Regions from separate parts of the Gossypium arboreum genome. Here region 2 is linked to region 1. A link is a contact called in public Hi-C data. All regions are on one chromosome and are shown on one strand. The core of a region is the stretch at or near the end of the contact, and the rest is flanking DNA. Distances in the headings are between cores, read along the strand shown.

What was found. Hi-C and Micro-C count contacts between places; a contact is called where the count stands out from the background.
Region 2: a contact with region 1 is called in a Hi-C map of leaf, with 2.9 times the contacts expected there. The contact joins the promoter of LOC108461793 here to the promoter of LOC108463928 in region 1. A contact is called at or near these places in 2 of 5 Hi-C or Micro-C datasets (both in leaf).

The regions. Positions count from the first base shown.
Region 1 is chr13:104,825,121-104,831,779 of ASM2569848v2, reverse strand. It overlaps LOC108463928 (pre-mRNA-splicing factor ATP-dependent RNA helicase DEAH7), which reads right to left and starts at 2,702. Exons shown (of 15, transcript XM_053023759.1): 1 at 2,367-2,702; 2 at 1,622-1,850; 3 at 725-804; 4 at 383-605; 5 at 1-72. The coding sequence starts at 530.
Region 2 is chr13:105,196,946-105,203,604 of ASM2569848v2, reverse strand. LOC108461793 reads right to left here and starts at 3,226. Exons shown (of 6, transcript XM_017761725.2): 1 at 2,899-3,226; 2 at 2,748-2,811; 3 at 1,846-2,038; 4 at 1,388-1,461. The coding sequence starts at 3,091.

The sequences.
Region 1 (6,659 bases), core at 1,453-3,952:
TACTACCAGAGTAACTATCCCAGTTTGGGGTATCTTGCCATTCCCATCTCCCATCATCCCAATCAGATCTGCCTACAAAGGATTAAGATGTCAATTACCATCTTGCCCATTAGCAAAGACGCCAAAAAGATAGCATGAATCTAAAAGAGCACAAACTCTAAGAAGTATGTTGAATTCATAAGCTATCAAGGACTTCCTCAAACCTAAATGTTTTAGTTCCAAGTAATCAAGTTTGAATACATTAATCCATCATCTCCATACCACCCAGCCTCAGAAACATGCACAAACATAATTGTTTCACTTGACAATCCAAATGCAAATGATATTAGTTCAGAGATACAGTACCCAATCATGCATCCATTCAGTTTGAAGTATCACATACCAGGTGTCCTACTTTCATATCTATTCCGGCTTCTTCTATAATCTTCACCATATCGGCCATGGGTGTCTCTTCTATCATCATAATAGTGTCTTTTTCTTGCAATCCTGTGCTCATTTCTAGAATCATCACTGGAACCTCTTCTCTCCATACCATGATCTTCTCTCTCATACCTTAAACTCCTAGAAGAGACAGTACGGGAACTCTGACTAGGTGAAGCTGGAACCTTCAATTGAAAGAATAATCAGATGCATACAAGGTTTGATATGTTTGCAGAATAATATATAGCTATATTTAAAACAAAAAGAATACCAGAATGATATTGACAGCAAGTTATACACTTACATCCGAACTCCTATGTTCTCTTGAGTGAGGAGTACCAAATGTATCATCACTTCCTCCACTGTCTAGCGTAACTCCACTTTCTGCAATATAGCAACAAAAGAAATTTAATTGAATAACAGAAGGAAAACATAAACACAGCAAGAGCATAAAAAAGAAAAGGAAAAAAATGTCCTCCAGACACAAGGGGCATCAGGGCTTGTTAAAACAAGGGATTACTAGTGAAAAAGGTATATACTATCAGAATCACCATGTTTGACCCCTGCCCCCACTAAAAATAAAAAAACAAAAAAATTCCGCCAGACCCCAACCTTTTCTTCCACACTAAAGGCAAATGACGAACACTAAACACAAGGTTAAGAAAGCATGAGTTGAAAATCCATCTCAATTCTTAAATCTTAAATGTCAAAACTGGTCATCAGCATGCAAACGACTTGGCTGTATAACTTCCGCAATAAGTTATGCTGTCATCATACTATGCCTCAAATCAAATATATAGGTTACCCATCCACAGAGAGAAATGCATGTATAGGCATAAATAACATCATCTCATTCTGCCAAATACATTAGACAGTTTGTGGAGAGGAGAGACCAAAAAACAATCATTAATTGTAAGAACAGATTACGCCTGGCCTATATGCTTCTATGCCACCTTAACTAGAAACTATTTCACAGGATTGATTGCCAAATACTCAAGCATGCACTTAAACATCAAGTTTTGAACCAAAAAAATTGGAGCCAAGGGAATAGGAACAATAAATCTTCTCATTATCAGCATATGATGATTTAGTTATGTTGCTGCTTACTATAAAAGTTTTACATTTAAAAAAGAAAAAACGGTTTCTTAATTAAAAACCATTACTAAGCTTATTAAAGACAAAATAAAAATAAAAAGCTTACCAGAATTAGTTGTTTCACTAGCTGTCTTATCACGATAGCGTCTGTTAGTGTGGCTTCGGCTGCCATTTGTAACAGTACTCCTAGTTTCTTCAACTCCAGAAGATTCAAACCCCTCATCCACATCAACAGATGCCGCAATGCAGGTTATTTTTTCTTTTGGAACCTTGAATCCATCATCAACTTTAGGATTTCCTTGCTTCTCTCTAGCACCAACGTCCAAACCTAATAACTTAAAAAAATTCAATCAACAAACAGAAGGCGAATTGGAGGCAGAAATACCTTAAAGAAACATTCAACTGCATGCTGTAATGGTATCCATAGGAAGAAGAAAACGGTAAGGTATTTCAGATAATTTAAAATGTAAAAGTGCCAAGCAAATTTGGGCAACAGAACTAATATGTCATTACTTTTTTTTTTCTCTTTTTTTAGACAAAGAGAGAATTGAATAGAATCATGGGTCATGGTAAGATATCAGAGAAAACAGAGCGGTGAAAGTACTCTCAAGAACAAAACCATCAGAACAGACCGTACACGGAGGAGCAATTATTACTATGAAAGCTGAATAAGAGCACAAAAAACACTACTTTAAAGAAAAATTGCTATCCAAAGTCACAGAAAACATAGCTAAGTAGAAGAAAACCAAAAGAATCAGGTCATCTAAAAATTTCACCCCCAAACCCTAAATTGATACTTGTACATGAACAAGATTTTGAAAGTGAAGCGGCAAGACTACTAGCAAACTTACTCATAGTTAATCTATACAATAAGGTTGAGATGAATGATATATCCTTCGTTTCCCGAACTCAGCAATTTGGGATGCAGTACCCAACACGATCCGACAGGGATTCCAACACGGGATACGGGTCAGATCCGGAAAAAAACAGCGGACACGGCGGTGTGGAAGAACTGAGATGAGAAGAGAAGAAAAGGAACAAAAAAAAAATTGATTTGCCGAGACGAGAGGGAGACGGACGATGGTAGGATGAAGATGATGATAGAAGAAGGGAAAAGACTTCAAATAATTGAAAAAAAGAACTTCCCGTGTAATGAATGCAGTACCCTATATTTGTATTTGGTTTAAATATGTGAGAGGTGCCTATACTCTTTTGAAATTTAAAAGGACGTCTCTACATTTTAGTTTTGAGATATTAAATTTTTATTTTTTAATTTAAAAACTTTATTTCTTCATCTAATTTTGCGGTTAAATTATTAACGTAGCAATTAAAAATGGCAAAATAATTTTGTAGTCTTCAAAGTTTATAATTTTTATTAATTTGGTTTTATAATTTTTACTAATTTAGTCCTTATTTTTTAAAAGTATATAAATATTATAAAAAATTTAAAGTTTAAAAAATTAAAATCTTTTAAAATTCATTTTAAAATTTTATATCATGAAGAATATAAAATTTTCAAAATTTAGAAAAATATATATTATTTACTCTTTAAATGATAATTAGAAATGTTCACTAGTAGTAGAACCCACCTAGCCCAAAATAGGGTTAGGGTTAGATTTATATTTTTTAACCTTAGGCTAGCCCAACTCAACTTGTTTTACCATTTAAAATAATAAAAATGTAAACAAGTTATATTGATATTATTTTTAATAATTAAATTTAAATATAATTTTTTTATTGTTTTTAAACAATGAAATGAGTGATTCAAGTAAAGCGAGCTTGAAGTTGGAAAAGTTTTTGAAATTAGGCATTGGCATAACCTGGTCTGGCTTGGCCCACTAATATTTTTAATGGTAATAAAACTTTTGCAAAGTTTGAGCTATTCAATCAATTCTTATTCGATCACGGCGAGGGGCAAGGCAAAATAGAAAAACTCACATTGTGTTTAAGCATATTCAGGCTTGAACTGATACTTCCAACACGTCAAGGTGACACTCTACCGCTGAGTTATGTCCCTTTCCCACCCTCAGCAAGAAATAGAACTGACTAATCCTAAGCCAAAGGATCAGGAAACTCAACAATGCTACTACTATTGAACAACTTGGCACAACTGGGGTATCCTAGATGTAATACCTCCTACCAGTATTCATTGCTGAAATAGGGTATGAGGCATTGGCGGAGTTTACGAATTAATTTTTTTACTCAATATAGCCCCTTTATAGATATTTAACCTTCCCTGCAATATTAAACCGAGACTAATCCACATCAACCAATCCAATTCAACATATTTTCAAGATAGATTCATGCATTTTTATAAGATAACCTCATCACATACCAAAACCAAGATTTGTTAGCCATACCAATAGCTGACCTTACATTCATATCACATTAACATTTACTTTATTAGCTTATACATGCCATTGATTTCCAAAATCAAGTTTCTTGATATACCAAAATCTTGAAGTTGATAGTGTGATGTATCTCCGACCAAGTCCGACCTCCGAGCTCTTAACACTACAAAACAGGGAAAAAGGAAATAGGGTAAGCACTTTGTGCTTAATAAGCTCATGTAACAAGAATTATACTTATCTAATATTTTCAATACAGTGAAATAAACATTCATATATCCATTCAATGCATTATTACCCTAACATGCACAAACTCAACATTCAAGTTAGTACAATGATTTCCATGTGTCAATAATATATATACCATGATTGATGAGCTCATCAATACCATGATTTCCATTCCCTTATTATTTTTCCATATTTATCCCGTTGAAGTTCTTGGAATTTTCGATGGATTTTCAGAGGTACACTTTTAGTGTACATTTCCGGGTCCGTCAATTCATATACATGTGAGCACATTTCCATTTCAGAGAGCACACTTCCGCAAACCTCATCCTTACAGTGGGATTACCAATCCAGGCTAAATCTCTTATAATATAAACTCATAGAGTATTGTCGGAATTACTAGTCCAGGCTAAATCCCCTACAACGACAATTACTCTAATGAGCTTGGATCTGAATTACCAGTCTAGGCTAAATTGAGACCTAATTGGATTACCGTCCGGCTAAATCCATTTTACACATATTCTTCTGGAGGGCTATATCAGATAGGATCACCCGTCCGCTAGATCCTTTTTACCGTCAATTCCTTTTTAGAGATCCATCGAATTTTCCTTTCATTCAACCGGGATTTCTTCCCCTTTTTATCAAATATATCAATGTTTCATCAATTTTCATACAATGAACATTCAAATTATATTCATCAATAACATACATTTCAAGTATTTAAGAATATAATTCAAGTTACATGAACTTACCTCGATACTTGTTCATATACACAAATCTACTGATCCCAAACTTTTTCTTTTCCTCGATCTAGCTTCGTATTTGAATCTTCTGGATCTAAATAAATAAATTTAATTATCAATTTAATACATTTCATGTTCATATGCAACATTCTCTATAATTCCACTATTATTTATAGTTCATTCAAAGCTGTCTACTTGAGTCATAGTCACTAAATTATTTTTATCTTGAGCTACAAAACTCCAAATTAGGATCCGCTAATTTTTCCTGCAACTAGACTCACATATCTTCTTACCATAAAATTTTTAGAATTTTGGTTTAGCTAATAAGTACATTTTATTCTTTAAAGTCACCCCTGTTCTGTTGTCTGACAGTTTTGACCCTTCTTCATTAAAAATTAATTATCTCTTCATACGGAATTCGAATGATGTTCTTGTTTGTTTATCTTAAAAATATACTCATTCTGGATTATAGAAATATAAATTTAAGCCCCTAACTATTTTTCTTCAATTTTTTATGATTTTTCAAAGTCAGAATAGGGGAACCCGAATTCATTCTGACCTTGTGTCACAAAATTTATTATATCTCATAATTTACAATTCCATTGCTTACACCGTTTCTTTTATGAGAAACTAGACTCAATAATATTTAATTCCATTTTTTGTTCATCTTTTAATTCTATTTCTACAATTTATGGTGATTTTTCAAAGTTTTCCTACTGCTGCTGTCCAAAACTGTTTTAGTGCAAGCTGTTTATTACCATTTTTCCCCTAGGCTTTTAATAAATGATAATTTCGTCCCTACTCAATTAGCCTCTCAATTGAGCTGATTTTTCTCAATTAACACTTTATTCTATCACCTTAAACTAGTTTACAACCTTTGGAAATCATAATTTCAGCACTAGACTTTAATTCCAAACATTTTCACAATTAGGTCCTAAAAATCAATTTCTATTACAATTACCTAATAAAATCATCTCATAAACAAATTAAAGCTTCAATTTCATTCTATTTCATCATAAACTTACAGAGCTCAACCATGGTGACTTTCAATTTCATCCATGAAATCAAAAACTAATGAATTTAATAGTAGGACCTAGTCGTAAAAGTCTTAGAAACACATAAATTACAAGAAATAGGCAAGGATTAACTCACTTGGCGCAAAAATTATGAAATACCAGCTTAAAGAACCCCTCCTATGGACTTATTGGCTGATGAGAATGAAGAGAAATGAAGAGAAATCTAGATATTTCCTATTTAGTCCTATCTTTATTTAGTTAATTATGCAATATTCCAATTTTGCCCTTAAATCATCAATTTTCCTGCTAATTTCATACCCTTGCCATCCAGCCCAAATAAATTTTGGGTCTAATTTCCTTTTAAATCCTTTCTCATTAGACACTTAAGCTATTTAATCATTCTAGTAGCTTTTACACCTTTTTCAATTTAGTCCTTTTCATTTAATTGACTACCCAAACATTAAAATTTTCTAACGAAATTTTAATACCACATCACTAACATTTCATAAATATTTATAAAAATATTTTCAACTCGGTTTTATGAGATCAAGGTCTCGATACTTTGTTTTTACCCAATTCTTTCAATAATTCCTTTTTTTCTAACTAACCATTAAATCGGTAAAATTTTTCTATTGATATTTTAATACGATTTTCTTATCATATAAATATTCATGCAAAAATATTAAAATAAATTTCTCTTTAAATCAGATTTGTGGTTACCAAAACCACTATTACGATAACCTTGAATTTAGGCTATTACACTAGACTTGAACCAGAGACCTCGCCCGTGAAGTAAATCATTGCACCTATGG
Region 2 (6,659 bases), core at 1,977-4,476, 370 kb before region 1:
GATCGACGACTTATCTTCAGTTTCAATGAAGTTCAAAGGGTATTATTCCTGTATAGTCTGGAATTGGCACATACAAGAGACATAAAAAGAGTATAATTTATTCAAATCATTGTTTATTAATAGCAAATCAATAATTAAGACTAATGTTAGGCAAATAATCCTCCAGTGCCCCTGAAACATCAATGTGGTTATGAATACACAATGCTGTTAATAAGTGTTCTGATGAATTATAATTTGGCGGTGCAGATTTTGCCACATTTACTGATGAAACTCTTTTTTTTCAAACAAAATAGGTTCTACACCTTTTTCATTTTGAGTTAAAATTTGAAACTTTAGAAAAAAAAAATTATAATAAAGCAACATGGAAAAGAATGGAATTACAGTCACCAAATAATAGAAATACATGGATATTACAATTCTCTACACGTGGAGTACAAGATAACAAGGTTATGTATTAGATGATTAGTTATATTTGTCCTGTATCTATCCCTTTAACCATGAAAAGTTAATAGTTCAGAGTTTACGATATAGAAGCATCATAATTTGACCTTGCAAGCATTTCCAACTATACACTAAAATGGAAACTTCTTATTTTGCCTTATTAAGGCATCAACAAGCAGTGAAGCCAAACAAACAATAAGGTAACAATAGACATCTATTAATATTTTATAAAGTTAGTTCTGTAGGAGCAGAACATCACTTCTAGATTTAAAGGATGCTAATAGTAATTATACCCATATTGTAAGTTGTAACTAGTGGTCAAGAAAGAAGAAAAGGAAACTGACAAAATATCACAAGAAACAAATACTTTTGGAGAGTTCCTTTTTAGAGATATTGAGCAAGTAACTTTGTTGCACATTGTTGTTCATATACACCTAAAGTTTTCAAGACATAAAGGCGCAGGGGTGCTCAATGGATGTAGAATTTTTGATAGCTTTGAGATGAGACAAAAACAAATACTAAAATGGTACCATGATTTGACAAAATTACTAATACGCTTATTACTTGTATTGGTTGGTTTGGCTATTTATTTATTTATTACTTCTGAGGGAAATAGCAGAATAAACTTCCCAATGAAAACAATACATATTATCATGAGAAACAAAGTGAATTATCCTTCTTGGATCAGAAGCCAAGGCCGAGGGATGGAGAGGACGAAAGTACCAAAATTGCTTCAAAAACAAAACTAAAGGAGCAAGGTCTGTTTGTCTATTTTTTCTCCATTTTGAAAATTCGAGGAAATTTATCTATATGCAAAAAGAAAATGCAGTACAATATTCAGCAGCATCAATATCCAATAAATCCACATTTTTCATATAATTAGATATGTGTGTGTGTGTGTGCCTGTGAGAGAGAGAGAGAGAGAAACTTGAGCACTAATGTGTACCTAACGGCAGTATTTTCAGGAAGCACTTCATCCATTCTACTATGGCAAATGGGGAAGAGCTTGACTAGTTCTTTCTGCATGAGTTAGAAATTTATTAGAAATTACATGTAACACAGGTAACTTTACAAGCATAATAATCAAACATATGTTCTATCAAGAAGACCAATAAAGGTAACTACACAGTAAATCTCAAATGACAAGACAAGTCAAATGACCTTGAATTGCTGAATAATAGTCTGTAATGGCTATTATTATTGAGTTAAGCAGCATGCTGGTTCAAAAACATAGAACTATAAGTTTAACTTTTACACCAACAACTAGGCATTCTGAATCTTAAGGTTAAAATTTCAAACGTAGTGTAAACTCTGGGTAGGTTATCCTTGCAGTAATTAAAATTTACTATCTCTTTGAACCTTTTATGATAAAGAAGACAATGTTGAAAAGAAAACAAGAAGAACCTCTTTCTGAGTGACAGTTTCATCCAGTAAGGAAGAAGTATTCTCTAAAGCCTCTGTTTGAATGTCAATTCCATAAACACGACCATGACCAGATTCATCAGCAACCATTTTAAGCATTGCTACGGTATCATAACCATTCCCACATGTGGCATCTATGACAATATCCCCTTTATGCAGGACATGCCTCCAAACCCTGGCCAGTAATGGAAATAACATTATTTAAAAGAAATATGTATACGAAGTTGAGCACCATTGCTGAGAAGTATATGGAAATTTACCATGCAAGATTTCATGATATATAAAAAAAATTAGCATCCTTGGTATAAACAACAAAGACCAAAACTTAATTGTTAAGGAAATAGCACAAGAGGGCTTGTATCAGAAACAGGCTTCTCAGGTCCAAGCAAAATTAGATCATGCAGTTCAAAATCAGTGCAAACTTGAAGGGGAAAAATTGGAAGAAAGGATGCTGAAGAACAAAAAGATAGATTTCAGGAAGAACATCAAATTCCTATTGACACCATATAAATTTCTTTTTTTATCAATTTCAACATTTATACCCCACGAGCACTGAATTCCCATTCGCACTTCTTGATATAGTATCACTAAATTCTGGCCATACCTTTATTACTATCATATCTTATTAAACAACGTTCAATATAACATCAAGAACAAGAAGCTGCTTCAGTTTACACAGTTTCCCAGCATGTAAACCACCAACATTTATAACAGAGACATCGAATTTACAATAATGTTCTAGGAAACCTAAAAGGTCCAACAGTCCCGATTAACCACGGACTATATACTAGCAGATAGAGTACAGTTTTAAACATTACATTAAAAAATTAAAAGAAATCAGAGAGATAGAGAAAGAAAACAAAAAAGGGAAGTTAAGTACCTACAAATGAGCCACTTCTGTTGCTTTCTTCTTCCCAAAAATATAACCAACCAACTCATCCTCTAACCCTGAAATTGTATCACGAAAGATAAGTCCTTTTATTTAAATTTCACATCCAAAAAGCAGCGAATATCAACAATAGTAATAGTAAATACCAGAAAGTGGAGAGCTGTTTGAGGTGCCTCCATTGGTATGAAGAAGGGAATTGGTAGAGCAACAAAGAGTCTTACAGGGTTTTCTGACTGATGAGGAGAAGGAAGAGAAACTGAATAATAATGATTTGGTTTGAACAAGGATTGTGTTTGATAACATTGGGTTAAAGCGTGAGCTAAACCTCAAAGCTGACATTGTTACTTCTGTGAGCCTCAGACTTGTTTTTGTTTCAGTTCAGTAGTCGGGGGAGGCCGTGGAGAAAGGGAAGGATAATAACTACAAAATGGATCAGTCTAGGGGTAATATCCGTAAGATCTTTAGAACCCAGCTGATGGTGAAATTGAGTAAACCATCAGTTTTTTTTTTTACCCATCCGATTTAATTAAATAAATCATTTAAAAATTATAAAAATAAAAAAATTTAATATAATTATCAATGTAATTGATTCACAAAATCAATCTATTTAATCTCTTATTCTAAACCAACGTTCGATCCTATTCTCAAAACAGTGAAAATACCAATAATTCAAGTATAAATATATATATATTGACATCAGTGATTGTTTGAACTCCATAAAATAAATTTAAGTAATTGCATCTTTCATAATTAAAAAATAATTGTTTAGAAATGTTTAATGTAATTATATCATAATTTTTCTTTTTAAATAATACCCGCATAATTTTAAACTTTAAAATTAATATTAATTATTATAAAAAATTTACCAATAATATTCTTTAAGCCAGTAACAAAACTTAAAACTAAATAATTGTGTGTAATATATTAGTCCAAAAAGCTATTGAACAATAGTCAATTGAATTTTGAAATTGGTATGAACATTGCTCTCAATACACGAGCACGTGATTTTGAGTGAGCTGAAGCGTATTATCCTACTATTTATAGGTTGAAAGAGGTTTATGGGTCGATTGAGTTTTATCTCAATTGGCACTGATATTATTGTCAATACAAGAAGATGTAGGTTTGAGTGCGCTGAAGCGCATTATCTCTCTATTTATAGATTAAAATGCGTTATGAGTAGTATAAAATATTGTGTCAAAAAGAGCAGATTAAATCAAAACTTATAATTGTGTAAGTCAAAATGTATAAAAACTCATCTCTCGTCAATAAAAATTTCAAATTGTTTAAATAAGATTAATAAAATAACATATAAATATATTTTAAAAATAAAACACATATTCTAAAATTAAAATTAAAGTATTATTATTGTATAAAAATAACTTATTAAATTTAGATAATTTACTAAATGCACCATTAATATCACGAATTAACTAAAACTATACTAGTCTCAAACATTTTCATTAGAAGGAAGCCTAATTACTTACTTGCATGCTTTCTTTAAGTGTTAATAGCAAAATTCACCCCTATACTTTATCAAATTTATAAACGTGATATCTTTACTTTCAAAATATTTTAATGTGATATTTTTACATTAATTTCTATTTATTAATCTGGCACCTCCATCTAACGATGTTAAATTTTGACTTGTCAAGACATGTTACACAATTGTAAGGTGCTACGTGTCATTTTTGTCAAAAAAAATTAATTTCAAAATATGCTAAGGACCTCAACTTAAAAAACCCAAATTCTTTTTTCACAAAAAAAATTAAAAAAATTCTCTCCTCAAGGGATAACCCCCCAAATCTCTCTTCATCCTTCTAGAGTTTGTTACGTCAATTTGTCGCCGCCACTCTTCCGGTCACCTTCTCCGATAGTGGTTCCAGCAGTTTCTTCCTCCCCTGATTTTTTTTGGGCTTTCTACTTCCTGTTCTATTCAAGCGATGGGAGTTTCAATCGATGGAACTTTTTTCTTGAATAGTTTTTTCTCTTCTTTAAAGCATCTTGCTTATGAATCGAAAAAAATATTACAGCTTTTGATGGGGTAAGAGTCGAGGACTTGCATATGGGTCTTGATGGTAACATTAGGGAACATTTTTAATAATAACTCGATGGTGAAAAATAATAATAAGTCATTAATGAAGCAATAAGAGCACTCGGATTGTGAATCTAAAAGAGCCATTATGAATGCCCTAGAATCGTTGAATCAAAAGGGAAACAATGGGTTCATAAGTAGAATTTGATATGATTGATTCCCATAAATCTAAAGGGATGAGTTGAGAAGAGAGAAACAAAGAATAGAAGAGAAGAAGAGAGACCAGAATTTCATTTACTAACAAATTGACTAAGTTCTTCCTGGCTGTTCTCTATGCTAAAAAGCCAAGGAAGACGTTATAGGGAAATTGAAAATCAATTATGGCTGTTACAATGACAGTTGAGACTCAAAACGCACAGTTTTAATTAAACGGCAAACACCCCATAACCTAGTTTCAACGCACCGTTTTGACCTTTAAAATGAAACTAATTGTTTCACTTAATACTAGATTCTAAACGTTGTGTTTAAACAACTGAATTAACAAAAATAAAAGTAGTCTCCCTGGTCGAGTGGTTCATTGTCCTCAAGGATCAAAAGTGGAAAATCGTTATTGTAGCTCATGAAGAACCTCCTAGGTAGCATTATCAAGGAAGGTGTTAGCCCATTCGACCAGCACTTTTGTGACAACCTAATTGCTTCTCTTAACCATGTGTCAATCAAGTATATGGCTCGGTTCCTTGAGCATAACTCTATTAAAGGCTACTAGGTGTAAGGTCGATTGAACTAGTTGCTTTTCCACATGGCGTTTGAGTTAAGACACATGGAATGTGGGATGTATTCGAGAACCAAAAGGCAACTTGAGCTTATAGGCCACTTCCCCAACTTTGGCCTTCACAGCAAAAGGGCCAAAAAACTTAGGAGAGAGTTTTTAGTTCAATATTTTCCTAATAGAGTGTTATCTATAAGGTTGAAGTTTAAGGTAAACAAGGTCACCAACTTGAAAGGTGCGGTCACTCCTCATATAGTTAACAAAGTGCTTCATTCGGTCTTGTACCCTTTTGAGGTGGAATTAAAGAAGTTTCCTATCCGCTTCAAGCTATTGCAGACTGCGATCAACATACTCAACAGTGGAAGAGCCTACCAAGTAAGGCAAGTGTTGAGGTGGGGGCTGGCTATACAAAGCCTCATATAGTGTCATCTGTATAGCTGAGTGAAAGGTGGAATTATACCTCCACTCAGCCAAAGACAGACAACAACATTAGTCCTTAAGGTGTTCTCCTATCATGCGTTAAAGGTAGCTTTCCAAACATTTGTTGAGTACTTTAGTCTAACCATTTATTTCAAGGTGGTAAGCAATTAATAAATGCAAGTGTGTCCCTAATTTCTTGAAGAGTTCCTACCAAAACAAGCTAATGAAAATATTGTCTCTGTCAAAAATAATTGACTCAGGTAAGCTACGAAGCTTATGAATGTTGTCGAAAGAGACTTAGGCCATAATCAAGGGAGAAAAAGGGTGGGACAGGGCTACAAAGTGGTCATACTTGGTAAGCATGTCTACTACCACCAAGATGGTGTCCTTTACCATTAAAGAAGGTAGTCCCTTAATGAAATCCATGCTGAAAGTAGACTAGGCCTTACTGGGTACTTGCACCTTTGGAAAACACTACATTTCTTTACCCAACGTTTGACATCAAGCCATCCCATTCCAACACACAAGGCTAGCCAATTTATGCCTAGTGGCATGAATACTAGAGTGTCCTCCTACAACACTATCATAGAAGTAGTGAAACAGATCTTGTTCAAGATCATGATTAGCTCCCACAACTAGTTTTCCCTTCTAAAAAAAATGTCATCCTAGGTGTATTTGGGATGGGA